Regions from separate parts of the Mus musculus genome. Here region 2 is linked to region 1. A link is a contact called in public HiChIP or PLAC-seq data. All regions are on one chromosome and are shown on one strand. Each heading gives the region's core, a stretch centred on a gene start, on an enhancer-like site or on the middle of the called end of the contact. The rest is flanking DNA. Distances are from core to core; before and after follow the strand shown.

Region 1 (7,027 bases), core at 481-2,980:
AATGGAAAAATATCAAATGGAAGTAGAATGGAAAATGCACACACAGTAGGTTAGGGAACATGTATATATAAAATTACTCATCACTGTCCAGTTGAAAAGAACAGAAATGTGCCAGGTGGTGATGGTGCACACCTTTGAGCCCAGCACTCCAGAGGCAGAGTGAGTTCCAGGAAAGCCAGGGCTACACAAGAAACCCTGTCTTGAAACAAAAACAAAAAGAAAATACCAAAATGTACACCTGATTGTTGGGAAACTTTCTTTTTTGATTAACATAATTGGATGAAATTATGAATAATGAGTTATTAATGTATAGCTGGTGGGGCTGCCAGGTGGTGGTACATGCCTTTAATCCCAGCACTTGGGAAGCAGTCAGATCTCTGCGTTTGAGGCCAGCCTGGTCTACAGAGCTAGTTACAGGCTAGCCAAGGCACCAGAAAACAAAACAAACAACAAACAGGTGGGGCCAATGGATCTTTCACAAAAAAAAACAAAATGCAAAAACTAAAAAGCCGATCTTGTCACACTTGCCAGAAGCTTTGTGTCACTGGAGCTGCAGTTGTAAGCAGTTCAGTCTATGATTCTGCCTGGACCTTTCAATTGCTGGGTTCACAGGGATGCACCATCACATCTGCATTTTTTTTTAAAGATTTATTTATTTATTATATGTAAGTACACTGTAGCTGTCTTCAGACACTCCAGAAGAGGGCATCAGATGTGAGCCACGGTGTGGTTGCTGGGATTTGAATTCAGGAACTTCAGAAGAACAGTCGGTGCTTTTAACCACTGAGCCATCTCGCCAGCCCCACATCTGGATTATAACTCATGTATATTTAAAGCTTCATTAGAGAAATTTCCATATTCTAACTTACATACAGATTATTATCATGGATGTTGCTGAACATTTTGTTTCACATTCAGTTGCACATCATTAGCATAGATTCACAATATTAACCTTTTAGGATTACTTTGATAAATTAACTATAAAACTAAAATGCTTTTAAAATATCAGTTATCATACAGCCTGGCATATTTGTTTATAATTGTTGCTTTTCTCATCCTTATTTTCAGTCTTTCTTCATAATTCCTACCTTACAGGTTGCCATAAGTCCTCTAACAAATATTGAGTTATAATTCCAAAACTTGTAAAATTTGATCCTTCTCACTTTTGAGGCATCTGGGATTTTAGATGAGGTAGGTGGGTTTGCCAAACGTTTTCACTTTGGTCCTGGTTTTTGTAAACTGGAGAATTATTTGCTAATCTGGTTAGTATCTCACTACAAAGAGAGTAAAGTAGACTGTAACATAGATGAAGCAGGTTCTGCTCTATGGATGATAAATTTAACGTTGGCTCAATCTTGCAAGCCTCCTGGTCAAGGCTTAGATGTGCAGGGAGTTTCCCATAAGGCCCTTCGTCTTGCCTAGTCCTCGCATCATCTCCCACAGTACTCTGGGGTTCCTTTGTCATGTGACGAGGGTGGCTTTCTTCTTCAGAGGGAAACTGATGCGCAGTTCTGGTGGCCGGGCCACTACGCTTCCCTTCTGCCCCAACTCCCGGGCTTGCGTAATCTCGCGTGAAGTGAACAGTATCTTCTCGCGAGAGCTAAATCGGGATCCCTCCAGGTCCGCCTCCGTGGTGAGGAGGAGGAGGAGAAGGAGGAGGAGGAGGCGGAGGGAGGGAGGAGGAGGAGGCCCCGTCGCGGCCTTCGCCGCCGCCAACGGGGCTGTCCCTGTAGCTCCCGATGGAGTTTGAGGCCCTGAAACCGCCGCCGAGCTCTGCCCCGGCGAGACGAGGCGCCTCCGTCGCCGAGCCGCGCCGTCGCGGGGCCCCCGGGAGCGGCCCTTAGCGACCCCGCCCGGGCCCCTCAGGTAGGGCGGGGGCGGGCAAGATGCGGCTGGGGCCCTGGCCCGGCTGCCGGGTCCTCAGAGGTGGGGCGGGGAGCTGTCTCTGCCCGGCGGCCTGTGCACGGTGGCCGCCGGTACCCCGAGGGTTGGGAGTCGCGGGCCGCACCTGACACGACAGAGAGGCCCCTCGCTCTGGTAGGGCTTTTTGATGCGAAGCGAAACGCTCAGATGGCCACCTTTCTCCAGCACCGGCTGAAGGGACGCCTCTGACCACTGAGGATCCCACCCGAACAGAGGCCGGCTTCCTTCTTTGCTTAACCCATGTAGGAAGAGGGGCTTTCGAAAAGGTCCCCGAGATCAGGTCCTGTCTTAGCGTTTTCTTTTCAGCCCTTGGGCTTACCGAGACCACAGCGCTGGGATGGAGGCGATCTGAGTGTTGTAAATAGGGACCCTGGCTAAACAATGCCCAGGGAGGGCTTAACCTCCCTGGAGGGAGATGGCTGGACCAGGGGATGTGACTAGGAGCGATGGCATGAAGCACAGCCAGGGAATTCTGCTATAGTTTTCTTTCCCCCTTTCTTATTATTTTCCTTGGGGGAGCCTCATAAGGAGACTCTTCCACCATCTTAGGAGAATGGTAGAAAGCATCTTTGTTTCTAAGAGAAACAGCTGTACTTTTCTGTCGTTAGGAAGGAGATAAGGGTAGCTGTCATTTCCATCCTTGAAATCACCAGAGTTTTTAAGATACTGGCAGACACAGCCTTCAGACCAAAATAGTCTAAAGTAATCACAGACATTAAGTATTCAAATTCAGTGATTCTCAACCTGTTTAGATTTTTGTTTAAGCTCCACCTCGGTTCTTTTTAATCCCACTGTCCTCCTAACCTTAGGACCCTAAGGAATTTCTTCTCATCTTGACCCACTGTAATTAGAGTTGACTTTATATCCCGAATAAAGTGTTAAAAGTGTTTTACAAATCTTCCTGTCATTTTTAGTAGTCAGGCTTTAAAGTTCCAGTAAAAACTTGGAGTTAACCAGAGAAAGCTAATAATGGCACACTAAAGTGATATTATTTGACAGAAGGAAAGAAACGAATGTTCTAGTTGGTGGGTCTAGTCTCTTTGTGGTTAACTTGTATACACAGCCTAAGACTTGGACTCATTAAGAATAGTTTGTAGATTCCTGTTTTTACCTTTTATGTGGTTAAAAAACTACATCACTGATCTGACATCAATATCCATGTTAAATTGTTTACTTAAATTGTTTACTAACACAGTCAGTTCTTGAAAACCCAGAGACTATTCTATCCTATTAAAGGCTATTTTCCAATATTACCATTGTTTTGTTGATTTGGTGATTCATGTTTCCCACATTCAGAGTTTGGAAAATTGCTTGAAGGACAAAACACTTAATATATTTTCTAGTCTTGTTTAGGGAAGACAGGTACCATAATTAAACAGGCTTTTATTCTTCGAGAATTGAATTGAAATCTAATTCATTAGTGGAGCCTTTGAATTACCCCATGAGTTATTGTTGTGTTAGTATGACATGCAAGAAGACGTTCTTGTTCATGTTTTCATTAATTTAGTTTCTGTGTTTGTAATTTGCTGCCTTCCAGTTGTCAGAGGCATTATTTTCTACACTTAGGATTTTATATTTTAAGACTAGAGCCTGTACGTTATGTGATGGGTAAAAATGCTATAAATTTGTAAAAAGTTTTGTTTATTTTGTTTTTTGTTTTGTTTTGTTCTGTTCTTTGAGACAAGATTCCCCTTCACAAGTAGCCCTGACTGTCCTGTAACTCACTATGTAGACAAGGCTAATATTGAACTCAAGAGAACACCTGTTTCTGCCTCATGAACACTGGGACTAAAGGTGTGCACCACCATCCCTGGCTTAACAAGGCTGTAATAAGTACATGCTTATTTTTGGTTGGACCTGGTTGAAATTTCATTTCCTAGAGATGGAAAAGGGAAGTCTATGATTAAAAATAAAGCTAGTTGGAAATTAAAGATGATTTGTACCCAGTCTCGTGAGAATTGTTGATTACATCTCTAATTTCTAATTCCATTTCTAAATCCTTAAGTGTGTGACTCGTACCTCAAAATTTCTAATAAAAATCAGATCTTGAGTATTATTTTATATTATTTGTAGTCGAGATTTGCTTTTACTACTTGATAGCCACATGTGACAGTTAAGGACTTAAAATGGAGTTAGTGTAATTTGAAATGTGTTGTTAAATGCAAAATGTATACTACATTTCAAAGACTTAATGGAATATTCTATAACATTTTAATATTTAGGTTTTTACATGATTACATGTTAAAATGATATTTTACTTATAAAATAAACCACCAAAATTGATTCCGCTATGGTTTTTTCTTTTTGAAAACCAGAGATTGTTGTATTTTTTTGTGGGTTTTTTTTTTATTTATTTATTTATTTTTTTTATGTGTAATCCATCCTGGCCTTGAACTCACAGAAATCCACCTACTTCTGCCTCCTGAGTGCTGGGATAAAAGGCATGTGCCACCACTGCTGGAAGTTTTTTGATATTTTTGATTCAGGGTCTCATTTGACCCAGCCTAGGGTGGAACTTGCTCTGTAGCCTAGGCTAACCTTTAGCTTGCTAACTGTCCTCTTGCCCTGAACTTCCTTCGTATTTATAGGACTCAACTGCCATGCGGTGGCACCATACATACATACATACATACATAAAAATATACATACATACATGTGGAACCCAAAACTTTCCCAATGGTATCCTTTTAGAGTCAGAATAATTAGAGTAACTAAGAACTTCAGTAATAAGAAAGATAAGGTTAGCCACATGGTGGCGTGAGCCTTTGGTCCCAGTACTTGGGGAGGCAGAAACAGGTGTATCTCTGAATGTAAAGCCAGCCTGGTCTACAAATTGAGTTCCAGGACAGCTAGGAATGGAGAAAGAAGAAAAGAAAAGAAAGATAAAGTTATTTAGAGGCAGAATAAGTAAGTTCAGTCTTGAAGTATTTCATGTTTAGCCATCATTAAGAAGCCTATTAGAATGCATTGAAAGCTCTATCTTATTTTAAAAATTGGGTTCAGCCCCTAATTTGAAGAGTAAAATTTGATCTCATCAATTTTATAGATTAAAACAGAACAACAGTTGTTGTGATATAGCTCTTTTTTTATCCAAAATCTCTTTCTTGAGAGCTGAGATGTAGAATTTGCTTCTATTAGCTCTGTTTGCTTGTTGTTTTTAGGTTAAATCTTACATTGTACTTCTGATGCTTTTAGTATGATTTTAAGTCTAAAGCTGTGTTTTGTTTTGTTTTGTTTTGCAGTACCGGGGATTGAATTTAAAGCTTCACAAACATTAGGCAAGTGTTCTACAACTGAGCTACATCCTTGAACAAAACTAATTACTTTGATATGTTCTATATGGGGAAGTGTCAGTGTAGTCCACTATAGTACTCAAATGTAAATAATGATTGTTTAACAACCAACCTCTAAGTGTATAAGTGTATAAACAGAATTATAAAATACTGTGTTACACTATTATGTTTTACACACAAAGTAGTGAAAAAGACATATGCTCTATTCTGACTTTTTAAAAGTGTCATGGTTCTGAACTGACTATGTAATACGAGTAACAGAAAATGAAAGTATTTTGCTAGTACACTGTTTATTTCGGTAAAGAAGTTTGTAATTTACATCTATAAAACAAGTCTGTTACTCTTTGTATATTATGAATTTGGACTTATATCAAGGAACTTATAGCTTGGGAGTCTGAGCCTGTTTAAGGTTCTGCCTCTACTTGAGTATTTCTCCTTCTGTGCTTTATCTTACGCCTTGTCAGTGTTAAAAACTAGGTACTGAAATTAGTTAATAGTGAGAATGTTTTCTCAATCTCTGTAGGCATCTAGATTTTTGGGCTTTTTAGTCTATTTTATCTCAACTTGAAACATGTGGGAAGTATATTTGGGATAAGTGCTTTGCTAGTCACTATAAATGTTAGCAGTTATGATGTCATATCTACTGAATCAAATAAGTTATTGTAAAATATGTTACTATAAGCCTAAAAGTTCTATAAATTAGTATACTGAGCTCTTGATTGTTTATTTATATGCTTTTAAAACTATAAAAATAGTAAGAGGTTGGGCATATTAAAAAAATAGGAGGCTGGATGGTAGTGGTGCACACTTTTTAGCCCCAGTACTCAAGAAGCAGAGGCAGGAGTATCTCTGAGTTCAAGGCCACCGTAGTTTATGAGCTCCAGGACAACTAGGCTGTTAGAAAGAAACCCTGCTTCAAAAAAAAAATTTGGGGGGGATAATTGTAAAAGTATTTAGATAAACTCAAGAAGTACCTTTCAAATAGAGAGCTGAAACTCCTATGCCACCAATGAAATATTTTAATGGTTATGCATGTTTCTCTGTTTTGGATAAAATGTTCATTTTTTTATTTGCATAACTTAGAATTTATTGACCATAATACTAAAGGAAAGCATCTTTAGGAATCAAATCATATTGTGTAAAGAAAGTTTAGTAAGTTTACTATCAGAATCTGTGATATAGCAGGGGAAAAAAATTGACAGTGTGGTCAGTTTCATTTGAGCTATTCTTTACATTTTACAGGCATTTATTTAGTTTTTAATATGAATTAGTATTAAAAGCTCTTGTCTAGATAAATATATGTATGTGTGTATGTATGTGTGTGTGTATACACATATATTAAAGAACTGTCAGGTGCATCTGGAGCACTGTCCCAATAGTCTTGGAGAAATAAGGAAAAGGGTGTTAGTTCTTTGTTTGCTGTTACCAAGCAGTTTGTGAAACCCTAATGCAGTAGAGTCTGTGTTTCTACACAAATGTCTGTCTAGCAAAATACCAATTTATGTTATTAATTTGGCTTTCCAGTTGTAGATTTAAATGAAATTCATCTTTTGCCTGGATTTATAATTCTATAACCAGAAAATAGAACATCAAATATGTTAGTTTCAAAAAGTATTTGCTCACTTGCTTATTGGCAATCTCTACACGTGGTAGTAGACTAACTGGTTTCAGATTGGTGGCTCTAATCAGTTTGAGGATAAAGTGTAAAAATTTATATCTTGACAAATTTGAGTTGCTTAGAAGTAAATATATTGATATTAATATATAATTTTTTCATTAAAGCTGTTTAGTAAAGATTTGTACATTATATG
Region 2 (6,804 bases), core at 765-3,264, 330 kb before region 1:
CACACCAAGTTTAATCAGTCCTGGGGATCAAACCCATATCTTGTGAATGCTAGAGATGCACTCTTCCAGTAGAGCTATAACTCCATCCTGTTTCTGGGTCTCTCAGCTGGGTTCTGGGATGGCGCCTTCAGCTAGGCAGGCATCATACATTGGATATCCTGATAAGAACCTTCAGCCTGGGTACTCACCACACTAAGACTATGCCCTCAAAGGAAGACAGGTCCAACTGGTTTGGTGGGGTTGACCAGCACAACTGAGAGCCTGGAAAATTCTGCAGAGGAAATTAACTCTCTGAATATCTTTTCCTCTCTGCAAAGGAGGGCAGGGTTCCTCCCCCAAACTAAGAAATAGAGAAAAGGGGTCCAGGGGTCCTACTGAGCTCTTGGTAGTTTATGAAGTGACCTCATGAGGAAAACACTAATATGTCATCCATTTCCTAGTGAGATTTCTATTCAGTTGTGAGCGGCCATGTGTCCCAAAGTCACCGGAAGTGGGGTCTCAGTGAGGCAGTGCTGGTGAGAGTCCCTTGGGTCCTGGCTCCTGGGAGTGACTTTAAAGGGCAGAAGAGCTTGAAAGCTTCAGGCTTGAAGGCTTCTGTCTTGGAGCTGAAGGGATTTGCTGAGGGGCTAGCTGAGGATTAACTGGAAGGTATTGCTGGCCTGGAGAGGAACCCCAGCGACCTGAGGAAGCTTCACCTACTTCCTCCAGGGAAACCAGGACCTTCTGGACAGGTGTCAGAGGGATAGACGGTTCCTTCTACTCCGGTCCCAGGGGGTAGGCAGGTGCGCACATTCATGCATGTGCATGTTCCTGTGTGAATGTGCATGTATGTGTTGGTGTGTGTGTGTGAGGCTCTGTCTATGTGGGGATAGGGGGCTGTGGGTATAGGTGTGGTATCACACATAAAAGTTTAAAACACCACACCTTAAGCAAAACTATTATTATTATTATTATTATTATTATTATTATTATTATTTAGATGGGATTTCTCTGTGTAGCTCTGGCTGTCTTAGAACTCACTCTGCAGACCAGGCTGGCCTTGAACTCACCAAGATCTGCCTGCCTCTGTCTCCTGAGTATGGGGATTAAAGGTACAAGCTACCACTCCCCAGCAAAACAATTGCCAAAACAAGTGTCTGAGAGTTTTAATCTGTAAGTTTTAAAGTGGGCAAAGGTATCAGCAGAGGTTCCTGGTGCCTGGAGAGGTGACAAAGTCCACTTGGTGACTGTGATGGCTATTCCTGGTTGTCAACTTGACTACGTCTGGAATAAACTACAATTGAGAAATGGAGGGCACACCATCCATTGCGACTGAAAGACACAGGCTTCTAACCAGATCTTGACATGGAGATCTTGAAGCATAGTGGCCATAAAAAGGTTAGTCCCAGGCAAAGTAGTACATGCCTGGGAAACTGAAGCAAGCAGATCTCTGAGTTCAAGGTCAGCCTGGGACAAAGCAAGTTCCAGATCCAGGTGTGGTGGTACACACTTTTAATCTGAGCCACCTCAGATTAACCTTTTATTGGAGGCTACATAAGGACACTGGGAGAAGGAAGATTCTCTTCTTTGCTTTCCTGCACTTACTTTGCCAGCACATCTGTTGGAATCTACTTCTTCAGGATTCTAGCTTATACAGAAAAGCAGCTGAAACACCTAGCCTCGTGGGACCGAGCAACTACTAGACTCTTGCATTTCCATTCATAGCTGCCCATTGTTAGGTTAGTTGGACTGCAGACTGTAAATCATTACAACAAATTCCCTTACTATATAGATACATTCCATTAGTTCTGTGACTCCAGAGAACCCTGACTAATACAGTGACTATTAGAAGAAAACTATGTCTGAGTCTTGTGGGGAACCACTCTATAAGCTATTCGCCACAGGAACACAGAAGACGCTAGGATCGGCAAGGAGGTGACTGCTAGTAATAAAACAGGAAGAGGCTGCGTGGAGTGGTATGTGAATAATGTGGCACTGCCTCACCGTGTGCTCTTGCCTACACGGTCTTGAGAGTCATAGCTACAGGACATAAGTCCCATGGGCAATATGAGTCACTGTGAGGTTGGTTGGTTTAGGGCTCAGATCCATGCCAGGCCCTCTGGATGTTGTTGTGAGTTATGTGGAAGCCTTCCCTTCCAAGAGCAAACTTAACTCTTAGAACCCATGCTGTAAGTGAGCTGTTCTGGTGGAGGGAGCAGGTTGTAAGCCTGTGCCCAAGCCTGACAACCACCTCCCAGCACAGTAAGAAGGCAGAACAGAACCGAGTCCACATAGCTGTAAAGGAAGCAGGGTCTCAGAACCACAGCAGTTCATGGTCAAGTGTCTGAGGATTCCTGGGGACTGCGTCTGCAAGCTCTGAGCCCTGAGGAGCATCCTTGCCCAGAGGGGTCAACGAGGAGAAGGGAACACTTCTAAAACTGCACCCTATACCAGGAGCTACACTGCAGGCAAGCAGTCAGGTCTGGGACTCTGCAGAGAGACCCCTGGGCAGGAATGAGCACAAGGGAGTGACAGGGGACACAGACGTACGGAGAAGAGAGGCTTGAGGAACTCGGAGCCTTGGAGAAGCTGGCCTAAGGAAAGGGAGAGTCAGAACCGGGGTGGGGTGGGGGAGCTCCACAGCTGCAGACCCAGGCCTGCTCAGGACCAGGCCCTCCTCTGGCAGCTGACCACTGTGGGGAATCTAATGCCTCTGAGACAGCCCAGGTGGGCAGCAGATCAAGTTTACCTCTCTGTTTCCTTTATCCTTTCCTCCTGGCCTTGGCTGCTGCTCGGAGCAGCCTGAGCTGCCCTGCAGGCCTTCAGGCCTGAGCTGCCCTCCCGCTCCAGCCCTTTTCCTCATCATTTTACCAGGCTACTCGGCTTCCTTCTTCCCAGGCTCTTGCCAAGTCCTTCCTGGCTCCCTGCCCTCTACTCTTAGAGGCACAGAGGCCTGTCTGCAGATGAAGCCAGGCTAGCCCTGGGACCCTTCCCACCTTCATCTGACTGACGGTCACACCCAGTTGTGACCCAAGGCTTTATGGTGCCCATAGATTCCAAGCCCCTCCTCCCTTGGATCGTAGTAATGTCGTTAACCCACCCCACAGTTTCAGTCGGCACATTCCAGCCCAGTTGGAGTTGCAGGCACTTGGAGGATTTTTTGATGGGGGAGGTTCTCTGAACCTCAGCTTACCCTTCCTTCATTTATCAGCTTGGCCTTCCTTCCCTGCCCAGTTCAAATGCATGTGCTCAAATCTCCATCTCATATACCATGGAAGGACAGAGCTAGTCTGAGTATTTTGGAGAGTTCTGGAATAGCCTGCATTTTCACACCCCTCCTCCCCTTTGCACTGAAGCTGTTAAATTCATTTAGTGTCTGGGTTGGCGGCTGACCTGGACCTGATGTTTCATTCTTCCTGAGTTCTGAGACCTGGGTCTCAGCCAACACCCTCTCCCGTCTGCTCCCAAACCCACTGTGAAAGGTATTTGTGCATGAGGCAGCAGAGGCAGACTTAGACAAGTCATGGGGATGCTTCTTTTAAGAGATAAATTCACACAACTTCAAAGGCTCCTTGGACTATCCTGCTTTAAAAGGTTCCTTTGACAGCCCACCCCTGGGAAGCTTTCACAAGCCCCTTTATCTCACAGGCACCACAGTTCTCCAGCTTCCTTCTGTCCCTTCCCTTCATCTTCCTTTTTTCACCTTTCTGCCCTGAGAAGCAAAATCCTCCAGAGCTTTGCCCAGATGTCCTTCCTCGGTTCTGTGAACCTCACCCTGCATCTTATCAGTTGTGTAATCAGAGGAGAGTTACCTAATCTCTCTGGACCTCAATTGTATCTGCAAACTTAGATATGAAGATATATCTAAAATAATAGATACATATTATGGAAATAAAGGTAGTGGGGCTGGAGGGGAGACTTGGAGGATAAAGTGATTGCCAAACAAGTACAAGGTCCTCAGTTTAGATACACAGAAATTGGAATTCAAAATGCCAGAACATGTCTGCAATCCCAGTGCTCCTATGGTGAGATGGGAGACAGGTCATGGGCCAGATAGGCCTGGTATACAGTGGCCAGCAACAAAGGACAATGTCTTAGCCACTCTTCTACTGCAATGAAGACACACCATGACTATGGCAACCCTTACAAAAGAAAGCATTTAACTGGGGGCTGGCTTACAGTTTCAAAGGCTTAGTCCATTGTCTTTATGGAAGGAAGCATGGCAGTATATAGGCAGTCACAGTGCTTTCATCAGCAAGCAGAGAGAAAAAGAGAAATCCTGGGCCTGGCATGGGCCTTTTAAATCAGAAAGCTGGATGGGGCTTTTGCACTGGTGTTTTGCTTACATTTATGTCTGTGTGAGGGGGTCAGATCTTGGAGTTATGCAACGAGTTGTGATGCTGGGAACTGAACCTGGATCTTCTGGAAGAGCAGCCAGTGTGCTCTTACTACTGAGCCATAAGGAGTGCTTTTCTCAGTAAGCTCTCTCTATGTCTGTTCCTGACCGTATGCCCCAATACGGTTATTTGCACCAGCACAAGTAGCCTGGAACTAGGTAGCATCTGAACTCACAACTGTGACTGGGCACCTCTGTGCATGTTTTCCTGTCACTCTCTGAAGCCTCCTTCCCTTTCTGCCATGTGGCCACTTGCCAATTTCCTCTGCAAAGGGCATGGCTTGCTTTCTTCCTTTTCTCCATCTCCCTTCTCCAGGCAGCTGCCAAGATTTATAGCATGTCTGCCCTCAAAACCCCAATAAAATTGTCCTTGAGCTTAAAAGAGTCCTGGCAGCTCACCTGCCTCAGCACTCAGGAGGCAGAAACAGGGGTCACTAGGGCAACCTGGCTAACTAGACTAGCCAGTTCAGAGAGACTCCGCCTCAGTAAATTAAGTGCACAGTGATAGAGGAAGACACTTGATGTCTGCCTCCATAAGCCTACACACATACATGTGTTCAGACCCACATGGACCCACACACCTGAGAACACACACACACACACTCACAATACCAAACAGAGAGGCACACACTTGTCATCTCGGTGCTAGGGAAGTGGAGATAGAAGGATCTGCACATGAATGCTCACACATGTGCAGGCTCAATTGTGTTTGCTGCTACAGTTATTATTGTTTAATACTTACCCCTAGCCCTGAGGACTTGACTCAGGCACTGAACCACTAAGAGGTGAAGAATGGCGTTGATCATAATGGACACTGTCTCTGGGACCATGGAGAGTGAGTATCAGAGAGATAAAACCTATGCATGGTGACCAGTGTCACTCAATGATTTCTGTCTTACACCCAATCCAGCCTGATCAAAAAGAGCATACTTCAGGGGTATTCCATCACCTGTACCAAGGCTCTGAGAGGTAGTTGCCTTGTTAAATAGTGTGTACATGTATGTGAGCTTGGACACTCGTTTTCTTAAATTGTGTATACAGCATGTGTGTGTGTGTGTGTGTGTGTGTGTGTGTGTGTGTGTGGTATATGTTTATGTGTGTGTGTCTGAGAACACTTGCCAATATTTGTGTCTGTGGAGGCCAGAACTAGACTCTCAATATCTTCCACTACTGTGTGGGCTCTGAGCATCCAAACTCACATCATCATGCTTGCATGGCAAGGACTTTACCTTTGAACCATCTGCCCTGGATCTTCTTTAATACCGTCTGATTCAGATGTATCAGAAGAGGCTGGTCTCAGTGTCCCAATTCATGGAATCACTGTGGGAAAGGCCATTTCTGGGGTTTGTCCCAATTCATAGAATCACTGTGGTCATCTCTGGGGTCCCCCAGGAAGCCTCGGGGACAAGGAAAGCTGGTCACACAGGCCCCGTTCTCTTTCCACCTCACTCATAGTTGCTGACTTTCTTGAGTGTCAAAAGCATCACTGGGGTTGTCTGCGAGGCTCTCAATGACCCCTTTCAACCACTACCCACTTAGAGGTGGGCTCCTGTCAGCCACTGCAGTGTGGTCTGGGATCATTGTTCTGGTATGGCTTGTGACCGGTGCTATACCGATTGATTTGAACTGGGACAAAGGAAGAGTCTTTCTTCTCCGTGGGCCTGGCATGTATCAGCTGGGGTTATGGGCAGTGCTAAGGAGAGAACAAGATTCTTCCGTGGCCTTTTGGCACACTGTGTCCCCAGTGAAAGTGATCCTAAAGTGAAAGGGCCCAGGAACCCTGAGGAGCCTAAAGGTGATGTGGACTGAGCTCTGTGTGTGTAGGAGTGGGGCGCGGGGAGTGCCGAGTGCCCAGCAGCTCTGGTGATGACAAGCAAAAGGTTCAGAGGAATCAGAAGAAGCAAGCCCCACCCCTGGGAGATGTGCACTTTGGGATCTAATATTGTGGCACTCTGCGACTACCACCTTTGAGCCTTAGGTTCCAGAAAAGCAGAACTTCCTCCAGTTGACACAATAATGGTCTAGTTAATGCCATCAATAATTAATGATATTCTGTGCCAAGGCAGCCCTCTGTGCTTTTCAAGGCAAATCCGCCTCCACAGTCTCATTTGTTCCTTCTCCGTCTATATTGGAAGATGATGGATTATTCTAGGAGCTGCCACGCCCACAGCCCCCGCTAGACAGAAACTGCTGTCTGGTCCATCTGACCTACTTCTTGAACAGTGAATTAAGGTATGCTCTGATGTAAAGACAGCCACCACAGGTGCAGCGCCTCTGGAGAGCCAGATCCCAACTGCTTTGACGCATCTCTCAGGGTTGGAGAATGAGCCTCAGAGAGAACAGAGGTTCTGTTCCTGCAAGGGCAGAAGCCAAGAGACAGGAAGAGAAGCCAGTAACAGCAAGTGGAGAATGAGGGTGATGAGTCTGGA

What was found. HiChIP or PLAC-seq counts read pairs in DNA pulled down with a chosen protein or histone mark.
Region 2: a contact with region 1 is called in an H3K4me3 HiChIP or PLAC-seq map of pro-B cells, with 2.7 times the contacts expected there. The contact joins the enhancer-like site here to the promoter of Rc3h2 in region 1. A contact is called at or near these places in 8 of 39 promoter capture datasets (the 3T3-L1 cell line, 3T3-L1-derived adipocytes, the C10 cell line and 4 more), 7 of 115 datasets of contacts at active chromatin or transcription factors (embryonic basal ganglia, embryonic brain, embryonic limb bud and 3 more) and 2 of 9 other capture datasets (adipose tissue and liver).

What each region holds. Positions count from the first base shown.
Region 1 is chr2:37,417,606-37,424,632 of GRCm38.p6, reverse strand. Rc3h2 (ring finger and CCCH-type zinc finger domains 2) reads left to right here and starts at 1,730. Exons shown (of 22, transcript NM_001100591.1): 1 at 1,730-1,866; 2 at 5,166-5,201.
Region 2 is chr2:37,744,716-37,751,519 of GRCm38.p6, reverse strand. No RefSeq gene overlaps it. Among named protein-coding and RNA genes, the nearest start is that of Crb2, 28 kb to the left of the region's middle. Within about 2 kb of position 2,014, at least 79 of the 459 cell types and tissues checked have an H3K27ac peak or open chromatin away from gene starts, as enhancers often do. A contact at or near this core is called in adipose tissue, neural stem cells and pro-B cells, where this site is marked.